Regions from separate parts of the Rattus norvegicus genome. Here region 2 is linked to region 1. A link is a contact called in public Hi-C data. All regions are on one chromosome and are shown on one strand. Each heading gives the region's core, a stretch centred on a gene start, on an enhancer-like site or on the middle of the called end of the contact. The rest is flanking DNA. Distances are from core to core; before and after follow the strand shown.

Evidence for each region. A called contact is a pair of places that touch in the nucleus more often than the background predicts.
Region 2: a Hi-C map of liver shows a contact between it and region 1, with 4 times the contacts expected there. The contact joins the promoter of Socs3 here to the enhancer-like site in region 1. A contact is called at or near these places in 10 of 12 Hi-C or Micro-C datasets (the A7r5 cell line, the Rat2 cell line, Schwann cells and 5 more) and 1 of 1 datasets of contacts at active chromatin or transcription factors (oligodendrocytes).

Annotation. Positions count from the first base shown.
Region 1 is chr10:103,634,731-103,637,446 of GRCr8, reverse strand. No RefSeq gene overlaps it. Among named protein-coding and RNA genes, the nearest start is that of Tha1, 37 kb to the right of the region's middle. Within about 2 kb of position 1,311, at least 4 of the 93 cell types and tissues checked have an H3K27ac peak or open chromatin away from gene starts, as enhancers often do. A contact at or near this core is called in hepatocytes, kidney and liver, where this site is marked.
Region 2 is chr10:103,693,374-103,696,089 of GRCr8, reverse strand. It overlaps Socs3 (suppressor of cytokine signaling 3), which reads left to right and starts at 1,322. Exons shown (of 1, transcript NM_053565.1): 1 at 1,322-2,184. The coding sequence starts at 1,339. The coding sequence ends at 2,016.

The DNA.
Region 1 (2,716 bases), core at 62-2,561:
GCAGTTCCTAAGGAGAGTTAGAGGGAGTAGTGGAGAGACAGGGTTTGCAGGTGAGCTCTATGTCTGGCTGTGAGTGGAGATGGGACAAAGAAAACAGTGTAGGCTTTCATCTATATCAAGCACTCAGCAGCCTTCTCCACATGTGGGGTAGGTTGGCCAGAGCCGAGGGCAGGGCTGGAGGCATGCTCAGTCGGGAGACCGCCCAATGTGCAAGGATCCCTGGGTTCGGTTCCCAGCACCATGCAAATAGGACGTGGTGTCATGCGCTGGCAATCTCAGTACCTTGAAGGCAGAGGTAGGAGGATCAGAAGGTCAAACTATGTAGTGAGTCAGAGGCTAGCCTGGACTACATGCCACTCAAGGTTCCCAGGACACATGCAGCCTATAACTCCAACTCCATTTGGCCCCCAAGACACGCACACATACATGACAAACACTCATGGTTGCACACAAATACAAGGCACTCACATACAAACATACTTACATATATACATACATACATGCATGCACGCACGTACGCACGCACACATACATGCCTACATACTTGAGAATTCCTAGACAGGGGTGGTGGATGGCTCAGCAGTTAAGAGCGCTTCCTACTCTTGCAGAGGACCTGGGTCAGCTCCCAGCACCCACATCAGGCCGTTCCCAAGTGTCTGTAACTCCAGCTTCAGGGAATCAGATGCCTTCTGGTTTCTGTGGGCACACACATGAGTAAAAACAAGTCTTTGGGCCATTGTTTGTTTGTTTGTTTGGGTTTTTTTTGAGACAGGGTTTGTCTGTGGAGCCCTGCCTGTCCTGTAACTTGCCCTGTAAATCAAGCAGCCTCGAGCTCAGTTTGCCTGTTACTGAGCACAGGGACTAAACCTTGGCTTTTGTTATTGTTGTAAAAAAAAAGAGTAGAGGTTCCCAGTCACAGGGCAAAGGTTCCTCTGAGGGTGTCAGTCAGGCCAAGCTCAAGTTGGAAGAAGCCTCATCAGGAAGTGGCTAAGTTCCAGGTGAAGGTGGAGGAGCACGTGAGGGTTAGGGAGGAGTCTGAGCGAGGGAAGTTGAGCTGGCAGCCACTGTAATCATGACCCTTTGAAGTTCATCTGGACATGCGTTCTCCAGACTGAGTTAGATAAGGGGGCACAGCCCAACCAGGGTGTAGGCAGGAGGCTCACGTCCACGTACTTTCTCCAGCCTCCTGTCACTGGCATCGGTGTCCTCATCTGAGGGAAGCTTCAATGGACCCAAGTGGACCTCGAGGGGCCATGGCTAGGCTCTGGCTTCAGTTTCCCGGCTGGCCAGGACACTGCCTGTTCCCAGAACACTCCCTGCCCCAGAGGTCATTCACCCTGGGTAGGGACCGAGGATAAAAGATGTCACCTGAGCTATCCCTTTGATGGTGGCATCAGCCGCTGCCAGGGAGACCTGGTGATGGGGCAGGGGTTGGAGGTCACTTCTCCTCAGAGTCCTGTGGTTTTCTGTCCATGTTCAATCCAAAGGCCAGGTAGGAGGCCCCAAGCCCCCATTTCGGGGAGACTTGGTTGAGAGGCCCTGATTGCTAAACAGACCCTGGGCTGACTAGCCTAAGGAAGAAGACACCACTCCTGTGACCTCGAATGGAAGCAGCCAGCCCAGAGGCCAGATGAGCATCTCTGTGAAAGGAGGGCCATGTGTGTCCCTTCTGAGGGGGCAGCTTAGAGGCTTAGGCTGGATACTAGAGGCATGTCAGGCCACTGGGCCTCCAGATCCGTGTTCCTTCCTTCCTAAAGGCAGCCAGTTGTGGGTAATGATACAGGGCCTGAGGCAAAGACAGAAGCTCACAGGACTGCTGTGTGTGTGGCTGAGTGGACTGTGCAAACATCGAGTCCCTCATTAAAAAAAAAAAAAAAAAGGTAAGAATCTCAAGACATTGACAGAACATTAAATGGGACATGGAGTGCGTCTTAGCTCATGGACTCGTGCATTCTTGGGTCACCAGTACCAGAAACTCATCCTGCAGTAAAGAAAAAGCACACAGAAAGAGTTGCTAAGTACTTTCTAGCCATATGTAAACACACAATACATGCAAAGGCCCTGTGGCCACCTGGCACTCATGTGGAAGAGTTGAGATCTAAAGCCAGACCTGTCAGATCTTCCCTGAAGGGCAGGCTCATTAGACCTGACTGAGGAATCTCCCCTTCCTAAGAGTCAGGGCTTCTTGACACTGTGGTACCCAAGACCCTACTCCCAGGTTTGAAGTCTGGTTCTGTCAAGTCATTCTCTGGGCCCCCATTTCCCTATCTGTGAGATGGATGCGTCCTTGTCTCTATTTACCACTGAGTTATTTCTTGTGACACATATTCTACACCTAGAATAGCCCAGCCATATAAAGGCCTAGGTGATTCCCCCCAATCCCCACCATGGTCTGGAGCTCTCACGGGGTTACCTTTTGCATTGATGAACCTCCAACTACAGAAAACCAAGCCACCCAGCAGAGAGGCAGAGAGTAGAGATCTGGGGCTGCCTTCCTCACCCAGGCTTTCAAGTGGAAACACACAGCCTACAGCTCTGGCTTTTGCTGAGGGCCACTGCGCTGCAAAGGGCTCCCTCTAGTGGCCTGGTGTGAAACTGCTCCCCTGGGCCCTAGCTGGCCCTGGGGAGGAAATGGGAAGCAACTGGAATCCGGTTCTTTCTCCCCTGGGTGGTGGCAGGGTCCTAAGGATCTCAGCCTCTGCCCCGTGTGTGGAGA
Region 2 (2,716 bases), core at 73-2,572, 59 kb before region 1:
GCGGCGCCCCCGCCTCTGCCAGAAACCAGCCTTCTTAGAAGGGAGGGGGTGGGGGGGAAAGTGTGAATGAGAAGTTGGGGGCGGAGCGCGCGGGGGAGGGGCCGCTGCCAGGAACGCTCGGCCACGGCTGGCGCCGCGCCCGCCGGTCGGGCAGCCTCGCGCCGCGCTTTGTCTCCCTCTCGGTGAGTCTCGGCGGGTCCAGGAGGCCCCAGCTCCAGGCCCGCCCTCGGCCGCCCGCGGCCCCTCCCTCGCCCTCCGCGCACAGCCTTTCAGTGCAGAGTAGTGACTAAACATTACAAGAAGACCGGCCGCGCAGTTCCAGGAATCGGGGGGGCGGGGCGTGCTGGCCGGGTAAATACCCGCGCGCGCGGCCTCCGCGGCGGCTTAACTCCGACTCTACTCTCGCCTGCTCTTGCCACCGCTGTCTCTCCGGGCTCCCGGACGCCCCCTGCCCGGTCCAGTTCTCCGCTGAGGTCCCTCGCCCAGGTCCTTTGCATGATCCACCCAGGAGCGCTCCTGGTCGGTCCTGGAAGCAGCGAAGCCAGAGGGGGCGCACGCACGGGGAGCCCCTTTGTAGACTTCACGGCTGCCAACATCTGGGCGCAGCGCGAGCCACTGCTGGCCGCCGCCTCGTCTCGGGGACCATAGGAGGCGCAGCCCCAAGGCCGGAGACTTTGCTTCGGGACTAGGTAGGAAGGAGGGGCGCGGTGTGGGGAAGGGTGGGGGCCTCGGTCCAGCTCGGGAGCTTTTCCCGGTTTCTCCTCCCCTTCCCGGGTCATTCCCGGTAGGGAGGGGACGAGGTAGGGGGTAGAGCGGATGAGAACCGAAGATCCCGGGTTCCCGTAATACTCAGACTGGGGCCCTCGGGCTTCTCCTGTCCCCTCTCCCGCATATCTCGGGTTTGGCACCCCCCTTTTTTTTTTTTCGTCCTCGCCACTGAGGGCACCGGACTGAGCGGCGCCCTGAGCGTCCCTAGGGCTCTTGTATCTCTCCCTATCCTGGCCGCGCTCCTGGAGATCCAACTTCCACGCGCGAGTTTCTCTGGGCGTCCTCCTAGGGAGAGCTGGGGAAGGGACTGTCTGGGGTTGGTCGGCAAAGACCGAGGCCAGGAGAGCCCAGCGAGGTGGCCGGGTCTGAGACACAGTCTTCAGCGGGTCAAAGGGGTGCCCCAGGCGCTAGGCGGTGGCTGGAGGGCCGGGCACGCTGGAGGGTTCCGGGTACTCACGCGCCTCGCGCTTTGCTTTCTGCAGCCCCCCGGGATGCGGTAGCGGCCGCTGTGCGGAGGCCGCGAAGCAGCTGCAGCCACCGCCGCGCAGATCCACGCTGGCTCCGTGCGCCATGGTCACCCACAGCAAGTTTCCCGCCGCCGGGATGAGCCGCCCCCTGGACACCAGCCTGCGCCTCAAGACCTTCAGCTCCAAGAGCGAGTACCAGCTGGTGGTGAACGCCGTGCGCAAGCTGCAGGAGAGCGGATTCTACTGGAGTGCCGTAACCGGCGGCGAGGCGAACCTGCTGCTCAGCGCCGAGCCCGCGGGCACCTTTCTTATCCGCGACAGCTCGGACCAGCGCCACTTCTTCACACTGAGCGTCAAGACCCAGTCGGGGACCAAGAACCTACGCATCCAGTGCGAGGGGGGCAGCTTTTCGCTGCAGAGTGACCCCCGGAGCACGCAGCCAGTGCCCCGCTTTGACTGTGTACTCAAGTTGGTGCACCACTACATGCCGCCCCCAGGGGCCCCCTCCTTCTCTTTACCACCGACGGAACCCTCCTCTGAGGTTCAGGAGCAGCCACCTGCCCAGGCACTCCCCGGGGGTACCCCCAAGAGAGCTTACTACATCTATTCTGGGGGCGAGAAGATCCCGCTGGTACTGAGCCGACCTCTCTCCTCCAACGTGGCTACCCTCCAGCATCTTTGTCGGAAGACTGTCAACGGTCACCTGGACTCCTATGAGAAAGTGACCCAGCTGCCTGGACCCATTCGGGAGTTCCTGGACCAGTATGATGCTCCACTTTAAAGAGCAAAGAAAGGGTCAGAGGGGGCCTGGATCGGTCGCCTCTCCTCCGAGGCACATGGCACAAGCACAAAAATCCAGCCCCAATGGTCGGTAGCTCCCAGTTAGCCCAGCAGAAGATAGGCTTCTTCCTCAGGCCCTCCACTCCGCAGAGTGGGGCAGGCAGGACCTGGAACGCGTCTGAGGGGAGGGGGGAGTTGCCACCTGCTTCCCCTCCCCCAGCTCCAGCTTCTCTCAAGTGGAGCCAGCCGGCCTGGTGGGACAATAGCATTGACAAGCGGACTCTCCTCTCCCCTCCCCTTCCTCCACACCCCTCCTGCTTCCCAAGGGAGGTGGGGACACCTCCAAGTGTTGAACTTAATGAGAACTGCAGGGGAATCTTCAAACTTTCCCACCGGAACTTGTTTGCGCTTTGATTTGGTTTTGATCAGCAGGCGCCAGGCCTGGGGGAAAGATGGAGGAGGAAAAAGGGTGTGTGAAGGGTTTCAGGCTTGGCCAAAGAAATAGCCACTCCTACTGCCCAGCCTAGGTGAGGAGTGGTGGCTCCCGGCTCTGGGGAGAGGCAAGGGGTGACCTGAAGAGAGCCATACTGGTGCCAGGCTCCTCTCCCACGGGGCAGCTAATGAAACCTCCCAGATCCCAAAGTCCTCTGGCACCCCAGACGCCTCCTCCCCATTGTGAAGAGGCAGTAGCATTGAGAAGG